Regions from separate parts of the Rattus norvegicus genome. Here region 2 is linked to region 1. A link is a contact called in public Hi-C data. All regions are on one chromosome and are shown on one strand. The core of a region is the stretch at or near the end of the contact, and the rest is flanking DNA. Distances in the headings are between cores, read along the strand shown.

What was found. Hi-C and Micro-C count contacts between places; a contact is called where the count stands out from the background.
Region 2: a contact with region 1 is called in a Hi-C map of Schwann cells, with 2.8 times the contacts expected there. The contact joins the enhancer-like site here to the promoter of Tgfbr3 in region 1. A contact is called at or near these places in 2 of 12 Hi-C or Micro-C datasets (Schwann cells and kidney).

Annotation. Positions count from the first base shown.
Region 1 is chr14:2,631,600-2,636,526 of GRCr8, forward strand. It overlaps Tgfbr3 (transforming growth factor beta receptor 3), which reads left to right and starts at 2,695. Exons shown (of 17, transcript NM_017256.1): 1 at 2,695-2,938.
Region 2 is chr14:2,837,815-2,842,415 of GRCr8, forward strand. No RefSeq gene overlaps it. Among named protein-coding and RNA genes, the nearest start is that of Cdc7, 130 kb to the right of the region's middle. Within about 2 kb of position 2,332, at least 11 of the 93 cell types and tissues checked have an H3K27ac peak or open chromatin away from gene starts, as enhancers often do. A contact at or near this core is called in Schwann cells, where this site is marked.

The DNA.
Region 1 (4,927 bases), core at 1,445-3,944:
ACTTTGGTTGGATGTCAGTGTATGCGGATAGCCACTTCCTCATGGTGCTGTTCATCTGTGTGTTGCTGGGGTTTGGAGGGTGTTGTGCTGTGTGCCTTGTGGATACCGGCCTCTTGTCATGTACTTACTGTTGTATGTCACATGCTCCCAATCCGTGGCTTGTTTCTCTCCTTTGTTGTTTGTTGTCCTCACTGAACAAAAGTTTTATATAATCCCGTTTGTTTGCTCATGCTTTTTTGTTTGGTATCTTGTCCAAGGATAAACTTTGCCATTTCAATGTCAACTCCCCACCCCCACCAAGTGTTTTCTGATGCTCTTAGGCAAACCCACAGGGGTTGAAACCCACATGATGAAACTGTATGAGAAGCCTTCTCAATTGGGTATGTTGGCTGGCCCACGCCTGTAATCCTTGAACTTGGAAGTAGGAAGCAGAAGCAGGAGGATTGAGAGTTCAAGGGTGTGTGTCACCACCCTGAATTACAAAGGGAAAACAAAACAAAACAACACCAACACCCAAACCCCCAAACCCTACCACTCAATTCTCCATGTTAAAAGCCTAGCACTTTTAGAGGACATCTAAGTTAGAAACATTAGAGTCCTTTCTTTGGAAAGTCAGTTGTGTTAGATGGTGCTTTGCTGGGGCAAACACAGGAAGAAGTGTTTTCCTGAGGCAGACACAGGTGTAAGGTTAAGGCAGGGAAAGGAATGTTTCACTGAAGCAGACAGGTGAAAGGATATTCTGCTAAAGCACGCAGGTAAAGGGGCATGTACTGAAGGATTCTTCGCTAAAGATGCATGTATTGGTCCGCCTTACATTGCATAGTTGAGCTCCATCTGTCAGGACTCCAACGAGAAACACACCAAGAAACTTGTGGTGTGTCGCAGTTTCTTGTGGCTTTCATGGACTCGGGCTGACTGACAGTGGTGTCAGCTGAGACAGACTCACCTGGCTGAGGCAAGACCCATGGAGGACATGTGCTGTTTGGAGAGAGTATGAATAGAACTCGGTGGCCAGTGACAGGTGTGTGTGTGTGTGTGTGTGTGTGTGTGTGTGTGTGTGTGTGTGGCTGAGCTAGGTTTGTTTATGGAGCCAGCTGTGTAACACTGGTTGGTCTGGAGTCTTTGCTGAGATTCACTTCCTAGAGAGAGAGGCGTAGCCGAGAACTTCTCCTGTTGGTCTCTCCTGCTGCTGAGGCTGAGGCCTGGCTGTTTCTGCTAGGCAGTGCCACTGCTGCTGATTCCTGTTTACTGTCCCGACTCTACTGAACTGGCTGCCCATATGTCGTGAAGTGTTTGTGGGTGGATGGAGCTGTCTCTTCGAACCTGTGAACTGAACGGCCGATTTCCAGACAATACAGCTGGGAGTTGCTCCAAAGGACCATTTCTAAACAGGTCCACTCCCCTGTTACCCTTTCCTTTTTCCTACCTCTCTGGTGGGTGATGGGCTAGAAGGGAGGTTAAGGTGTCTAAGAACCATCATTAAAAAATAGACTTTAAAAATTAAAATTACAGAAGTCTAACTGGGTCCCTCATTTGTGCAAAGGTTCCCTGATTATCCAACAACTGTCAAGACTGGAAACCTGTCTTTGAACCAGTCACTTCTGTCACTTCATCTGCTGTGTCACTGGTAGAGTTTCCGGTGAAGTAGCTGGTGACAGAATTCTGTGGGTCAAGGTGCTTGCTGCCAAGCCTGAAGAACTGCACCTAAGTTGGATTCCTGGGCCCTACGTGGTGGAAAGGGAGAAAGTTGTCTTCTGACCTCACTCTGGTCAAGGCTGTTTTTGAACTTTTGATCCTCCTGCCATACTTGGTTGTATGGGGGGCTGGGGATCAAACTCAGGGCTCTGTGTATGTTGGGCACATAACATTACTACTGAACTATGGCCCCAATGGGCAATTCACCTTTCAACAGAAAGCGAAGTGTAAACAGAGCATCAGAGTTGTGTTGGTGATTGAAGTAGTGGCGTTCAAGCCTTGCAAGGTGCATGTCGCCGGCACATGCGTGCAGGCGGGACCCTGCGTGCTCGCCTGTCCTTCACACTCAGGGCCATGGGGAGACTGCAGGGTTGGAATTCAGGTAGCACAATAGCTAGAGAAGGCACTCTGTGCCAGGCTGTACAGAGAAAGAGCATGATAACCAGAACCGGGAGAAAACCCAAACTGGGGCAGAATGAATGTATGTGCACGGGGCTGCGATGTAGGAGTGGGCTTCTCTGAGATATTTTAAAAAAGAATTTTGATATCGACAACCACGGTCCCTATCTTCTCTTAAGACCCTGGTAGTTTGAAGGATCCAGAGAGAGGCAGCGAGTCCCCTCAGTGATCGCCACATCCCGGGTACCCCACACTTCTCCCAGGCCAGGGATCCCCAGCTGTTACCCCATCCCGGGCCGCTCCCTGACTTCCTTTCTCTCCTTCCAGCCCCAGCCTTCTCTGCCCGAAGGGAAGCGCAGGCTGGAGCAAGCTCTCTCGGCTCATCCATCAGCAGTGGAGGAGGAGGAGAGGAGGGGCAGGAGGAGGAGTTTCTAGGCGGCCGAGCCCCCAAGGCCCGCAGTGCCCTTCCCCCCTCGCGCTGATTGCTGTGGCTGCGCGCCCGACCCCGCCCGCGCGTGTGCGCGGCCGAGCTAGGGCGCCGCACGGGCCCGATGGGGGTGATCCAGGCTTTCGGGGACGCCGAGCGCCACTTTCCTCCTCCCTGGCAGTGAGAGACAGTGGGGAGAGGAGAAAGCGGGCTGCTGTCCTTCCAGGCCACTTTCGCTGCGCGATTCCGCGAGCTCCCGGCAGGAGGTGAAAGTCCCCGGCGGGGTCCGGATGGCGCAGTTGCACTGCGGCTGCTGAGCTCGCGGCCGCCTGCGCGCGCTGGGCGCGGGGACTCGCTTCGGCTAGTAACTCCTCCACCTCGCGGCGGACGACCGGTCCTGGACACGCTGCCTGCGAGGTACGTGCTGCTCGGCGCCCGGTGAGCGGCTGTGCACGCTGCGCGGTGCGAGTCGGTGCCTGCTTCGCGGGGTTGCTCGGGTCACCCGGGACCCAGAGCCCGGGACCTGGCTTTGGCCGGGCCGGGTTGACGCTGAGCGGAACCAGGATCCGCGGCGGTCCCGGGTGGGCAGCTCCAGGAAGGAGTTCCCCACGCCCGCTTTCGCTCTTCCTCTCCGCGGTTTCCTAGTCCCCTGCGGGGCCGCAGGCCACTGCCCTCCCGGCGCGTGACAGCGTGGGTGGGCGCTGGACCCTGATGGATAGCAGAGGCCGCGGCCGCGAGACACGCGCGCCCACGCCAGTCCAGGGTCCCTGACGGCCACTCCCTGGCTCGGGGAGTCAGTCCTGAAAACGCAGCGGAGGACGCGCCCGGGTTAATCCCGCCGCGCTCCCGCTGATGGTAGAGGCTCCCTGCGAGTGTGAACTTGGTTGGGACAAACTTGAAACTCATGGATGTTGCTAGAGGAATCCGCTTGCAGAGTTGGGCTGATTGGGACATTTGTCCCACCTTCCCGTACCCGACAGGAGTGCAGACTGCTGGCGTGACGAGCCCCAGTTACCGAGGCTTTAGGTGTTCGTGCAAACGGTCGCTCCGCTAGCTGTGAACTGGGAGGACTCGGTCCCCCAAGGTGGCTGTGCGGTTGGAGGAGTGCACATATGTTCCGGACTGGGACCGCGCCGCCGAGCGCTGCACAGGTGTTTGCGCCCCGTGCTGCGCCCTGCGGTGACAGGAGAGCCGCGAGGGGAGGGATCCTGCGAGTGACCCACTGAGGTGAAGAACCAGCCGACTTAAAAGTTTCTTCTTCCTTTGAAGAAGTGAGCGGCTTTGGAGAGTACCCACACGCAAACAAAACAAAACAAAAACAAAACAGAAAACCGTAACGGGATCCTTTAATATCCCGGGAATGGCCCTCTTTCAGATTGTAGCGGATAATTCTAGGGAGAGCTTAGCTGGTTCTTTGGAGGTACTCAAACCGGAGTGTATTGATCCCCTCCTGTGTGTCAGTATCTCCAGCAACTCCAGCTAGTACCTGTCAGGACTTAAGGACCACCCCAACTCTATGGTTAAAAGTGATTTTAGTGGGCCCATTTTACAGATCACATGTTAGACGCTAGTCCAGAAATCATATACAGCTTTCTGTTACTTTTAACCCAATGCTGCTTGGGTCATGGCGAAGTCCTTGGCCCTCCGTTCTCGCCCAGCTTCCTGTTCGAGTTGAATATACCCTTTGAAACACAGATAGATTATCTGTGATTAATTTAGGTGATCATACATGTATGTACTTTGCAGGAGCCAGAATCCAGCTTCTCCAAGCCTGGGTCCAAATAATTATAAATAGAACTCTGACTTGTGTTAGTTTGGATCTTTATTCTTTATTACTTTTATTAATCCACCAGACGTTGTTGATCAAGGCCGCTTGGCTTCCTTAGGAAACAGCTTGAGGTTGGCACAGGAGGCAGGGAAATAATTCTTACCCCCTGAAGGGCTATTAAACAGGACTTGATTTCATGCCATTGTCTCAGCGAGAGGATGTTGCTCTGTTTCTTGATGTTCTCTGCTTTTGGCTTTAATTCTGCATTGTTTAGCGTTTGGAGGCTTGGGCACACTTTTTACTCTTGACATTGTTGTCAGCTTTAAACGTCCCCTATTGTGATGGAATCTGGCCACCCCACACCAGCTTTGCTTAACTGTTTGTACATTAAAAAAAAAACAATAAAGTCATCAACTGAGTTTTGAACCCCAGCACTTCAAAGACCTATGCCCTGAGAAATTCATTGTTATTTTTAACATTAGCCAGCAGGGGGCGCACAGCATATTATTGATGTCCGGCGGGCACCTAAACCTGTTTGTACGGTATGTATCATATATTTCAGAAACGGAAAGTATTATAGCTTTATCTATTACAGTAACAAGTTGCTTTCTGAGTTTTCCGTTTAGTTTCAACTGTTT
Region 2 (4,601 bases), core at 1,082-3,581, 210 kb after region 1:
ATTAGAACCACGGGGCGCCGGGGCACCATTCTTGCAGTGTTAGGACCACGGAGCGCCATTCTTGTCATTCTCACAGCGGGGGCCAGGTTCCCAGGCCTTTCCTGTGTGAATCTTTACCTCCATGAAACCGTAGTCCAATCTTTTTGTAAATGGAGGCCCTTCCACTTCCTACCGCTCTTTGATCTCCAGTCACCGACCTTTCACCCTGGCCCTTCGTCTTCTGGGTCCAAATCATCTGAACCGAGAGCTTAGGTAAGAAGTTAACGTTCTTTCCGGAGCTTTAAAAAAAAATTGTGCACAAATTTGACTAACTGACTTGGTGTTCATCATGAGAACGCTTCTATTGGCTGAGAAGATTAAGAAATTATATCTGTATTGAGGCTTGTGTTACTAAGCTAATGGTTGATTTATTTGCTAGCCCTTAATAGAGGTTGGCCCATATTTCTAAAGCAGAGATTTTATTACAAACAAACAAACACCATAACCCCAGTAGACTGCTTAATAGAAACTACAAGGGAAGCACAGTATTTGGTTGCGGTGAGCACAGTAAATATCTGGGTGGCTTTCTGGGACTTTAAGACCAAGATGGCCTGCGCATTGCAAGATCTTGTCTCAAAAATAAACCTGGATCGGGGGCTGGAGAGACAGCTCATTAGTTAAGAGCATCGGCTGCTCTTCTAGAAGACCTGGGTTCAATTCTCAGTGCCCACATGGTGCTTCAAACCATCTCTAACTCCAGTCTAGGGATTGCTGCCCCTTCTCTGGCCTTCTTGGGCAACAGGCACGTAAGTGGAGCACAAACATATGGCGGCGGACTGCCCATACTTTTTAAAGCAGAAAGGGGGGAGTAGATCATAATTTATTACATTGAGATGCTAATTCTTCATAATAAAAGTGAAATTGATTTTAAAATGTATGTATCCTATACCTGGGAGGCTGAAGAAAGGGCAAGGCACATTGGAGGCCAAGCTAACCTAGTGAGGCTTTGACTTCAAAACAAAACAACATGAGCAAACCCTACATTGTAAAGAGCTGCCCTGTCCTGGAAAATCACTGCGTGAGTCACAAAGCTACCTAGGGCTCCTAAAGATCGCTGGCTTTATGAACGACAAAGGTGACCCTTTGGCAGGGTGTGTAGCTAGCTGACAGAGTGTAAATGCTGGGTTTGAATCCAGTCTTTGTGATTACCGGTTGCACCCGAAGCTGTAGACAACCCCAGTGTTACTGTGTAACGTCCCTCCCTCCCTCCCATGCTAACCTCAAACGCATCTCAAACCTCAGCATCCTGCCCAGACCTCAACCAGAGCGCCCAGGAGGATGAAAAGGTGTTTGTTTGTTCTCACAGCTCTTCATGGAATTCAAAGGAGAGGCAAAACCACAAGGATTCATCATCCAGATAAGCAAAGGTGTGGCTTTTTTCAGAAGCGTGCTTCTGGGTGTGTGATTTTATATCTATATAGGTACATGACGGTTTATGATACTTTCCGAATAATTATGGACCTCATCGACCCTTGGTCTGCACTTATTGTTGGGGGAGAAATCGCGGCTCGTGTCCAGACAAATCACCACAGGCCAACATGGTTTCATGTGGAGAGGTTTTAATGAGAGAAGAGTAGACGAGAGGAGAAGGCCGGCCATGAGCACGTGGAAGGAAGGGGAGAAGGGAATGGGAAGCGAAGGGACAAAGGGACAGAGGGGAAGAGGGGAAGAGAACAGAGACGAGAAGAAGAGAGTGAGGAGGGGGCAAGCAGCCCCTTTTATAGTGAGTCAGGCAAACTTGGCTGTTGCCAGGTAACTGTTGGGGTGGAGCACACTGTTGCCAGGTAACAGTGGGGGTGGAGCTTAGACAGAATAACCAATACTTATCCATCTATAGGTGAATTAGATATTCCTAACTTCTACTCAGTGTGTGGAAAAATAAAGATAGTGGGGGGATTGGGGGTGCAGATGGTGGTGATGAGGAAGAAGAGGTAGAGGAAACGAGGAATAAGAGGGGTAGGAAGAGAGGAAGAAGCAGGGAGAAGGGAGGAGGGAAGAGGGAAGAAGCGATTATCATATCCTGCCGGCCCTCTTCTAGCTCTGTGATCTGTGACTTTTGTGCAGGTGTTTCTGTCCTCTCCTCCAGAGAAAAGGGGCAGTTATGGCCCAGGGTGCAGAACCCGGCCCGGCTCTGACTCAGCAAGCAGGCAGCCGGCTCCGGACCTCCCTGCTTCACTCAGTTCCACAGGGACCCATCGGAATAACAATTCGGATGAGCTCTTGTTGCCCTGCAAAGCCAGATGGGGATGTCCCAGTTGCTCTGGGTAAACACCCTAACAGCCGATTTGAAGCGATTGAGTTCATTTTTTCAGCGTCCAGTCAGCCTGAGCTCATGACACATGAGGCTGTGTTCCTCCGAGGTCTGCAGTTTCCATGGTGTCCCAGGGAGCCTGGTCTCCTTGGCTGAGTGTCTAGAAAAGGGTACATGAGAAAACAGAGGGTACTTTCCGAGAAGGGTGGTGACTGTCCCTCGGAGGAGTCTCCTGTTACCCTGACAAGTGTGCAACTCCAGATCCTCCGCTAGAAACAAGCAATAGGGGTGGGGTGGGGCTGTCTTCTAGCTCTGAGAGCTCTGTACCTTGGAGGAGCCTTGAGACTTTCAAGGAGAATTCAAATTATCCTACAAGGCTACTGAGGTTGGCTCAGGCAGTCTTTTCTCCATGTCTTGGATGGCTGCTCAAGGTTTGGGGAATTTTTTTTATTATTATTATTTTGTTTTTTGGTTTGGTTTGGTTTCGGTTTTTGAAGACAAGAGTTGCTCCGTGTAGCCCTGGCTGTCCTGGAACTCGCTCTGTAGACCAGGCTGGCCTCAAACTCAGGGATCTGCTTGCCTCTGCCTCCTTCCCAAGTGCTGGGATTAAAGGCATACAGCACTATGCCTGGCTGGTTTGGGAGATCTTTAAAATTTATTTTAGTTTTAGTTATGTTTCTCTGTGCGGGTATATACACATGAGGGACGTGCCAGCTGAGGCCAGGAGGGGTTGAGTCCACAGAACTGGAGGTACAGCTGTGAACCACCTAGTCAGGAACTGAACTCGTATCCTCTGCAAGAGTTGTCTGAATCTTAGCTTCCACCCCGCGCCCCAAACTTTTAAAAGATTTATTTTGTGCTCCAAGTTTTGCGAGGGTCCTGGCCTAGGAACCCTAGGGTGATTCTCTGTGTTTTGAGGAGACACTGTTACCCAGTGTCTTAAGACTTGCCGGGGAAAGTTCAGTGTGGGACTCCAGTTCAACGTCATCCAGGAAATTCGCCTTCTTTTGCTGGGATCACCAGGAGTAAAAAGCTTGAGTGCTTAACAGTCTTGACTAATTCTAGTCTAGGGCCCCAGGGAGCCTGGGTGTGAGATCTGTGAGAGGGACCCACCCATTATCCCTGAGAACATCATTGTACAGACTGTCCTGCCTCCCAGTATCCTTGGACATGGCCCAACACTAACCGTCCCTGCCTAGGGTGAGAATGCGGGCACCGTCCCTGAAGTCAAGTCGGGTTATGGCCCGAGTGTATGATTCTGGCTCTCAGGAGACATTGGCAGGCAGTGGCCTAAAACTCAAGGGCAGCCTGACCTTACAGCACGTTCTATGGCAGCTAGGGGTACGCTGCAACACTGTCTCAAGAAAAAGTTTCCCAATCCACTTGTTACTTAACGGCAGGCAAAAGTTGTGCAGTTGAGGGAGGAGAGGAGCCCTGCCTTCTCCTACAGGCTCCTGTTGAAATGCCCACTTGCTCTGGACCGTTATAAGTTGTTGGTTTTGACAAGTTTGTCTCAAGCCTTTTGGCTGGTTAGTCCTGGTTCTTAAATCAGCAATTTTCTAGGATAAAGAGTAACATGTCCCTTCTCTGGAACGAAGGATGTCTTCAGGGATAAGGCCCGGTTGCTAAGGCTTCTTCCATTTAAGTAAAAGGTTCTTTGAGAAGCCATAATCTTCCCAAGTGGCTTTTCCTTGAGGCAAAGGCATGCTTTGGGACAGGAGGTGGTTATTTCACAGGTTCAGATGGGGAGGTGGGACGGACCTAGAGGTCCTTCCTACTTGGCTGGCGTTTCTGTCCTACTAAGTTCCTCTAAGATGCCTGGTGTGTGTGTGTGTGTGTGTGTGTGTGTGTGTGTGTGTGTGTGTGGTTCTTAGCTAGAAAATAGGCTGTCTGGGAGGAGCAGTGTTCGGATGGTGAGAATAAATATCAAACCCTACGTCCAAAGTCTCCAGTATGAGAGACCGCTCCTGGAAAAGAAATGACTGAGTGGTGCTTAGGGGGGGGGGTACAAGGAGGGCACTGACTCTGCAAACACGACCGACCCAGGATTTCCAAATGCAAGGAAGCAGCCTTCTTCATTCTTCATTCTGCTCAGGGAAAACAAAATTCATCAAAATAGTTTACAAGGCTTTACTTGATCCACCTCTAGCAAATATAATAAATACCTCTCCAAAGATCTGTCCCATTTATACTCGGATACTCGGTAAAATCTGGGTTGGAGTTCTGCATTGTGAGTTTAGTTTGCAATGTTGACTCTTTTTTTTTTTAATTAATTTAATTAATTAATTAATTAATTTTATTATTTTTGCAA